Linked DNA regions of Sus scrofa: region 2 is linked to region 1. Evidence: chromatin contacts called from public Hi-C data. All regions are on one chromosome and are shown on one strand. The core of a region is the stretch at or near the end of the contact, and the rest is flanking DNA. Distances in the headings are between cores, read along the strand shown. Region 1 holds the start of CDC27 (cell division cycle protein 27 homolog). Region 2 holds the start of KANSL1 (KAT8 regulatory NSL complex subunit 1).

Evidence for each region. Hi-C and Micro-C count contacts between places; a contact is called where the count stands out from the background.
Region 2: a contact with region 1 is called in a Hi-C map of embryonic fibroblasts, with 2.6 times the contacts expected there. The contact joins the promoter of KANSL1 here to the promoter of CDC27 in region 1. A contact is called at or near these places in 5 of 47 Hi-C or Micro-C datasets (blood, embryonic fibroblasts, fetal heart ventricle and 1 more) and 1 of 2 datasets of contacts at active chromatin or transcription factors (alveolar macrophages).

What each region holds. Positions count from the first base shown.
Region 1 is chr12:16,809,580-16,814,288 of Sscrofa11.1, reverse strand. It overlaps CDC27 (cell division cycle protein 27 homolog), which reads right to left and starts at 3,421. Exons shown (of 19, transcript XM_003131307.5): 1 at 3,233-3,421. The coding sequence starts at 3,259.
Region 2 is chr12:16,898,894-16,903,414 of Sscrofa11.1, reverse strand. KANSL1 (KAT8 regulatory NSL complex subunit 1) reads right to left here and starts at 1,804. Exons shown (of 15, transcript XM_013989925.2): 1 at 1,677-1,804.

The DNA of each region.
Region 1 (4,709 bases), core at 2,172-4,671:
ACTCAAATATATACATTTTTTGGAGTTCCCATTCTAAAAATAGAACAATTTTATTAAAAGTCTTTTTTTTTTGGTGTGTGTGGGATCATCCAGCACAATTTTCCTGAATATGCCACCTTCGATTCTAAGTTATTTGAAATATGTACCCTTTGAATCCACGTTAGATGCTGTCTCAACACATCTTATCCCTAGCCAAAAGTATTCTTTCACTATCTAATGATCTCTAAAACAATATTATATGTGTAAAGCACCCACTTACTCTGCTGCTTATTAAAGTGATTTACAAGGCCTTTTTTTTTTTTTTTTACAACTTCATCTAACACTTCTAATAATGATGTCTTACTCCCAGGAATACTGATAAATCTATATAAAATGTCATTTAAAAAATAAATTTCAGAGTTCCCGTCGTGGCGCAGTGGTTAACGAATCTAACTAGGAACCATGAGGTTGCGGGTTCGGTCCCTGCCCTTGCTCAGTGGGTTAACGATCCGGCCGTGAGCTGTGGTGTAGGTTGCAGACGCGGCTCGGATCCCACGTTGCTGTGGCTCCGGCGTAGGCTAGCAGCTACAGCTCCGATTCGACCCCTAGCCTGGGAACCTCCATATGCCGCAGGAGCAGCCCAAAGAAATAGCAAAAAGACAAAAAATAAATAAATAAATAAATAAATAAATAAATTTCATCAGATGAATTTTATTAAGATCCAAATTAACACTGATTCAAGTCACTTAGGCTAATTTATCTCCCAGTTACTTTAAAAATAACTGACAAAAATTTCTGCCTCATAATAGAGATTTTTGTAAAGACTCAAATATAAAGTAACACTTTTCTAAGAGAGAGAATTGTATTTAGGCTTATACGGTTTAAATCAAACTGGCTACTCCATGCTAAAACTTTAAAAAAGAAAAAGCAAAAAACAGTTGCTCATCTTTTCTCTCAACTTTTTCCAAGGAGGCCTAGTAATACCTTGAGCAGAGACATCCCTAGAAAGGAAATACCTTCTTTCATTCCTTCACAAATACATGCAATCACTTACTAGAGTTTTAAAAAAAGTATCTTATGTAGCTGTTCTATTTTTATTCTCTTTTTTAATAATTCCTTCCCATTTTCAGCACTATTCCTATCAGTTGATTTTTATCATTGTAGCCAAAGATCCTATTGCTCCAGATCCCTTCTTGAATGGCTTCTTCTCATAGTAAAAATTATAACCAAAATTCTCACCTAGCTCTATCTTCACTCATCTTACCACTGTGCCCAAATCTAATAAAGGTAGTATAGGAAAAAAAAAAAGACCAATTTGACCTTTTTTGGGGGGGGGGTCTTTTTGTCTTTTTAGGGCTGCCCCCACGGCATATGGAGGTTCCCAGGTTAGGGGTCCAATTGGAGCTGCAACTGCCTGCCTATGTCACAGCCACAGCAATGTGGGATCCAAGCCACGTCTGCGACCTACACCACAGCTCATAGCAATGCTGGATCCTAAACCCACTGAGCAAGGCCAGGTATTGAACCCGTGTCCTCATGGATGCTAGCTGGGTTTGCTAACTGCTGAGCCAGGATGGGAACTCCAAGACAAATCTGACTTTTAAGCCTTAAAAATACCCTAAATGCTTTAGAGTTAAGAGTACTTTAAAGAAAAAGAGGAAACTCGATTGGTACTATCAAGGAATTGGCTACATATTTTCTTTATGTTTTTATGTAAGTTTAAATTGTTAATAAATAGTTGTTATAGGTTAGTAATAAAACTAGTTTATCATTTTAGAAGGGTTTGGGGACCAGAGAAGGAAAATATATCATTAATTATTGAAATTACAAAAATCTGAAGCAGAAATTAAACGATTTAAGTGATTTGCTTATCCATTTAAAAAGGTACAGACAGTAACTTCCAATTTCATGTTAGGCTTCAAAAAAAAAATCTTAAAAAGGGACTCTTTACTAGTAAGAGAAAAGTGATGGAAGGAAATAGCTTTGAAAGCACCAGTATAATGTAAAAACAGGTAAACTTCCAGGATAGAATCTCACATTATATTAACTAAAAAACTAATAGTTGCTATACAGAAAAGAGCTAGAGAAAGAGCCAACTAGGAGAAAATAGTATTTCATCCTGTGAAGAAAAATTAAGGAAATATGGAAGGAGTGATGTATTAAATTTTTTACTATGTGATACCAATAGTAAGTAGTGAATAGGCCTATTAAGGGCAATATGAAAGAACTTCTAAAATTGGTTTCTTTTTTTAACTTCAAAATAAAGAAAGTCCCTGACTCAAAGACAGTAGTTGATAAAGGTCAACTCTTTTAATCAATTCAAAGATCATAGGGTAGGCATAAAGTCTCCCAGACCTGGTCCATCACCAAGGGACAAAAGATTCAGTTTCTTCAGATGTCTTGGGGGGGGGGGGAATGACTTGGCACTGCATCATCACACACTTAAAATCCAATAGGGTTCCTTCCAAGCCAATGGAGCACTTTGCATCAAAACATACCTTGGTGTGGTACGGACGGAAAAATCATTATCTGCCTTTCATTTCCTGAACGCCTTATAAACACGTACAATAAAACACTCCTGATTCCCATCATAGGTCATGGAAAAAACCCAACTTGCCGTTTCCACCCTCTCCCCTTTAATAGGTGCTTGCATCTCAGCACCGGGCCTTGGAGTTCTCGACGGAAATCATTGTCCAGAAGGAAGTTTACTGGGCGAGAAAAGCAACGTGGGTTACAAAGTCTGTCACCGAAATAGAAATTAGTATTAAAAACACCGATCCTACCCTCCCTCCACCTACTCACAAAAAAACAAAAACAAAATCAAAAACAACACTCTCCCCGCAAACTTGCCCCACCATTATGAAGATCCTGCAAACGCTGATCAAATATGCTTCCCAATCATCTTCAGGCAAGAGAGCACCTGGGGCTAGTTTTCCGCCCCCTCATCCCAAACCCGTCCCGGGCCCGGCCCCCAGACTGACAGAAGGGGTTCGCTCGACGTTGGCCTGGAAGGGAAAGGGGGTCTTATCAACGAACCCCGCTCCTGCTGGGGGAAGAAGTAATGTAGGGCCAGAGGTAACACGGCTTAGGTTGCGGGCAAGGCTTCGGAACTGACGAGAAGACAGGCAGAAGCCGGCGAGAGGGGAGGCGGGAGAAGCAGCCGGGCCTAGGCCGCACCAGGCCGCGAAGTGGCCATACGCTGCTTCCAGACCAAGGCTGCGAGCCAAGCCTCAGCGAAGGGGGTTACCATTACCTGGACGGGTTCCTGCAGCACCGTCATCCTTGAGGCTCAGGCCCACTTTCTGCAGTGCCTCAGGCCCCCCCCCGTAGCGGCTCCGGCCCGGCCAGCCCCGGCTCATTTAAACTCACCAGCGACCGTTACCGGGGGATGGGGGAGGCCGAGCGATTGCCGAGTACTTCCGAAAGGGACACGGAAAAACCCGAAGTGGAGAGACCGGGGCGGGAGCCAGACGGAAATGACCGAAGGAAACCGGAAATACCCGAGGTGTATCGACGGAGGAGGAGACCGTTGCCGGAAATTGTCGAGGATTACCGGAGATTACCGAGTGTAACCCAGTGCGTAGGTTCCACTTCTACGCCATGCCTTCACTCACGCACGCCACGCCCCCCATGGGCCACCCTAGGGCACGCCCAATCCGCAACCAGTAGGCTGGGCATGGCTGCAGGAGTCAGCTGGGATCGTTACGTGACCCGGTGGCCGCCTTGCTTCTCCGCTCAACCTTGCTGGATTAATTGGTGCGCTGCAGATTAAGCAAAGGGTTAAACCCAAGAGTTTGGGGTTGACTTTAGTTAAACAAGAATTATCTGTATTTTGAGTTTAGGTCATTCATTCATTCCAGAACTATCTATTCAAGGCTCAAAAGGAAAATAGGAAATTGGAAGGATTGCCACCCCCGAAGATTTTGTAGGACCCCGGTCCTCAAAGAGATTATTGTCTATTTAACGGAAAACTAATGTAACAAAGAATAGTACATTATATGGTGATGTGAGCATTCAGAAGAGAGGAAAGGGAAATTAATTAGGATTGAGATGAGGAAGTTTCAGACTGGTTTCGAAGGATGGGTAGAATTAGAAGAAAGGAGAAAATAGAAGGAAGTAGAATGAGATCTGGTACGTTAACTGGAAATGATTATTTAGGTGGCCAGATCATGGAAAAATCTCAGGAGGGAAGAGTTTTTTATTCTTGATAGAGGCATTGTGGTGTATTGGGAAATTCAGAGGCTTAGTTTTGAATTTTATCTCTGGCACTAAATTGTATTAGGTCCTTAAGCAAGTCACAACCTCCCTGAACTTCTGTTGCCTTAGTCTGAAAAAAAAAAGCAATTAAGAGAACTAAATGCATTAAAGTATGTGACTGTGTCTAACAAACTCTAAGAGGTTCTCAAATTTACTTCCTGCTCCCTTTCCCCCCAGAATGTGTGAACAGGGAACTATCAAAACTTTATTTTTTGGTAGATAAGAAAAAGTCTTTGCAATATTTTTAAATTCAAGTATAGTTGATTTACAATATTATGTTTCAGGTGAACAGCAAAGTGATGCAGATATATTTACAGATTGTTTGCCATTATAGTTTATTACAAAATATCAAATATAGTTCCCTGTGCTATACAGTAAATCCTTGTTGCTTATCTATTTTGTGTAGAGTAGTTTGTAGCTATTAATCCCATACTCCTAATTTCTCCCTCTCTCTCCCTTCCCTCTTTGGTAAC
Region 2 (4,521 bases), core at 555-3,054, 91 kb before region 1:
CAAGAATAAGCAAACAGTTTAAGTTATCTGCTTTTTTTCGGGGGGGGGGGAGGGGCGGCGGACTCATGGCATATGGAAGTTCCCAGGCTAGGGGTCGAAGCAGAGTTGTATGCTAGTCAGATTCATTAACTGCTGAGCCACAATGGAACTCCAGTTTAAGCTATCTGGACAGAGAGTTGAAGTACTATTTGCTCACCATCTTAAAAAGATGTAGAAAATACCATCCCCTTTGGAAAGGGGCAAATGTGTGTGATATATGCATCTCCATACATACGCAGAAATATATTTTTACATAAAATTGGATTAAATATGTAACACATATTTTAGATAATACAAAAATTGGTTATCAAATAATTAGAAAACCAAAACCATTTTCCCCAGACAGAAAGATGATTAGCCAAGGTATTTCATAAGCACTATTAAAAAGTAACTTGTTAATAGATCACCTAAAAAAGACCCTTTAATTTCACTTAATAAATCAAACCTCTCTGATCATTCTGATTGTCCTAAATTTCCTTAAGTTTAAGTTGCAGAGCCCATTCTACATGAAAAATACAATCCATTCTTGATCGAAGTGTTATAAACAAATAAGAGATCTTTCTTGCCTAGAGATCTTTAAAAGCAGACCAAATAACTTAATTCTGGGGATGGGAGGGAGGCAGGGTTGTCTGGAGGCAGGAGGATGGATTAAATGACCTCTTGTAGGATCCCTGTTCAAGTCCTAGGCCTGAATGAAAATTCCAGCTTAACCAGTTACTGTTTTACTTAAAATGGAGGCTTGCCCGAATAGGGACAAAAATACAGCACCCACCTCTCTAAAATAAATGTTTAAAATTTAAAGACTATAGTACCCTCATTTCTAAGAAAAATTAAAAATAAAACCTCTGGAGTGGATTTGTTCTTGCTATGCGTTTATCACAGCAGCTTCGAAGACTTGGCATCACTTTCCTCACCGCTCGTCGGATTGGGGAGGGGTTAGGTGGGGGGGGGGGCAGTTTGACTCTTGACCCAGTCTCGGGAGGGTTTAAGCCACTCCATGATCTCCACCGCAAAAGCAAACCGGTGAGGAGAAGGGGACAGCTCGAGTTCCCACCCCTCCCCCACCTTGGACCCTAGTCCCAAACCTACCCCCCTCACCTTCCCGCAGTGGGGCGACTCCTTCCTGGCCCAAACCCATTGTTGGGAAGGGGACGATAAGGAGAGTGGGCTCTGAGCAGAGGCGCCTGTGGCGGTTGCCCTGACTCGCTTCAGGAGGGGGCGGCCCGCAGGATGCAGCTTCCCGTCCTCTCCGCGTCGGTCCGTCCCACCTCGGCTCGGCCTGGCGCTCCGGGCTCTGCTCGGCGCCCCCATCCCCGGGCCCGGCCCAACCCGCCCCCTGAGCACCAGGCCCCGGCCCCTCAGCCGGGAGCCCGCAGCCCAGGCCTGCGGGTGGGCGCGGGGCGGGGGTCCCTATGCCCCCCACACACACGTCCCCTCTCCCCCAGCCCAGCCGTTTCCAGGGCCCTCGGCGGCGCCCGCTCCCCGGGCCCGTCGGCTCCCCGCCTCCCGGCCGGGGCGCCCCCTCGGCCTCCAGAGGTCGAGGCCGCCTCTTCTTCCCCACCATCACCCCTACCGACTTGTGCCCCCACCCCCCCGGGCACCAGTGCCAACGGCGGCTACCCCGGCCCCGGACCTACCTGCACGGCTCAACCAAGCCTAGAAGTGGGGGCGGGGAAATCTTCCGCCCTCCTCTGTCTCTCATTGGCCTTTCCGGGGGACATCGGGGGCTCCATTGGCTAATGGTGGATGTCCGTCAGAGCGGTGGGGCGGGACAGAGGGGGAGAGGGATGCTGGTGCCTTGGCGTCTCTGTCTCTCTATCTCGCTGTCTCTGTCTCGGCTCTTGGAAACAAGAGACATTTGGATAGGAGGACTGGAAGGGGGCCTCAGGTGGAAGGAAAAGAAATAGAAATGCTGGCAGAGCTTCCCATCAGTATGCCACTCTGAACCCCCACCTAAGTCCCCTTTAGATCCTCTTCTCCATCACCCCCAACCCCAGCCCCTCACCCTTGTAGGTTCTTCATCCAGGAAGCTACATGATGAAAAGTTGAGGCCGGAAGGCCATGAGAGGAAATTTCATATATGTATATAAAATATACACATACAAATACTTATATATAAAGTCAACCGGATATAAGGTTATGAGAGCCAGGAGAGGAAAAGGCACACATCTCAGACAAGGAAGGGCTTGAGATATAGCCAATATAAGAAAGAATCAAAAATCGCTCTAAGAACTGGTAACAGTGGTTTCCTCCTGGGAGGGGAGCTGAGGGGAACAGGTGGGAGCAAGACTTACATTTCACTGCATATCCTTTTGCAGCTTTCGATTTTTGTACCATTCACAAAGATTCCCATTTTTTGGAAATTAATTGGCTTAAATTTTGAAATAATCATAAGGTTGCAAAACCAGGGGGACAGATAAGATGGTAGTCCAGGCAAAGTGGGACAACATGCAGAATTGGGAAGAAATCTTAGTTTTTAATATGTCCAGTCCCAGCTACCAGTAGTAAAACCAAGTGAATGTGTCCCAGAGGCTACTAGAGCTATGGAACTTGGGAAAGGGTGGATAATCTGGAATAAGGGAGATTTAGAGCTCTCCACCTAAATATAGTGATCAATGGCAGGCTAAAAGATTAAACTCCTGATAGAAATTTAAAAGACACCCACAATAAAAGTCAGGAGTGGGAAAAGAAACAGAAAGAGAGTCCGTGAGATAAGAAAAACAGAATAATGAAAGTATTCTTACCAACAGAGGTATGAAAGTTAAGGGAGGGAGGGTCTCTGGAAAGAAAAAAATAATAAAACTATGAGAGCCTCACAGGTCTTACAACTCACTTCAGAGACCCTCTTTAGTCTTACTCAATAAGAATGAAAACAAAGAGAATACCCAAAAAGTAGAGTTCTTAACCTTTTCAAACCATGTACCCTTCTCAGAATGTTTTTAAATGCATAATAAACATATGCAGGAATTCAAAGAAAACCAGTAATAGCAAAATACAATTTTCAAAATATCTTTTAAAGTGTAGCATAGTAATATATGTGCTTTATAGTAAATGCATTCAATAATAAGATCAATGGGGGAGGGATAGTAGGAGTTTGAGACTAATACATACTCACTACTATATATAAAATAAATAACCATCAAGGACCTACTGTATAGCACAGCGAACTCTACTCAATATTCTGTAATAACCAGTGTTCCCACTGTGGCGCAGCAGAAACGAATCCGACTAGCATGCATGAGGACACAGTTTCGACCCCTGGCCTCATTCAGGGGGTCTGCAATCCCGAATTGCCATGATCTGTGGTCACAGATGCGGCTCGGATCCAGCATTGCTGTCACTGTGGCATAGGCTGGCAGCTGTAGCTCCAATTCCACCCCTAACCTGGGTAATTACATGTGCCTCAGGGTGCGACCCTAAAAATAAAAAATAAATTTTTTTTTAAACTGTAATAACCTATATGGGAAAAGAATCTGAAAAAAAGCAACTATATTCCAATAAAATAAATAATAATAAGATAACGTCAGACCTAATGACCACCATAAATTTTGAAGTAGTAAATGAGCAAAAATAATATTTCAAGATATCTTAAACAATTGTCATATAACAGGAAAATATCTGTGTTTTCTATTGGTGAAAAGATCACAGATACTGCTAGTACTACTTAATGTATTGTCACCATTCATAATGGAAAAGACATGCTAATTTTCTGTTAGAGACTTTAGCAAAAATAAAGGCATATTTCTCTTCCTGATCCATGTTCATGGGTTTCCAAAGTACCCCATGTTAAGAAACCCTATCCTAAAGGAGCTATTCTTCCTTATTCACCGTCCCTGCCTTTAGTCCCTTCTCTATGTCTCTCTCTTCCCTTCCCCACTTGCTCTAAGCACCCTCTGGTTCCCAGTCCTGCCTGCAGATGTCTGACATCCCTGTGACACTAAGGATAGGGGAGATGAATGAGGGTCGGAAGAAAGACATATACACTTTGTCTCCCTTCAAAGAAAAAAAGAGAAAGCTCTGAGAAGATGGGGAAAAGGAGCCCAGGACAGGGTATCATTCATTACCAAAAAGGAAAACAAAATTGTAAAAAGAAAACATCTTTATCAGTTAGGAAAGAATTTTTTCTCTGAGTTTATTAATATTGCTTAAACCAGCCCTATAAAACATCTGCAGTTCAGTATCTTATTAATACTGTGTAAAATGGGGCAAAAAAAAAATTGTACATACCTCTTCCTAGGGATATTGTGAGGATTAAATTAGTTAATATATGCCATGGATTTAAAATAATGCCTGACACAGGCTAAATACTCAGTTTTTAACTATTGATATTGTTATATTTGGCATCTTGTTTTCCAGAGCATTCCATGAAAATTTCTAAGATTATTTGCATTTATAACATATATAATAGCAAATTAAGAATGGTAAGATTGGAGTTCCCTAGTGGCTCAGTGGGTTTAGGATCTGGCATTGTGACTGCTGCGG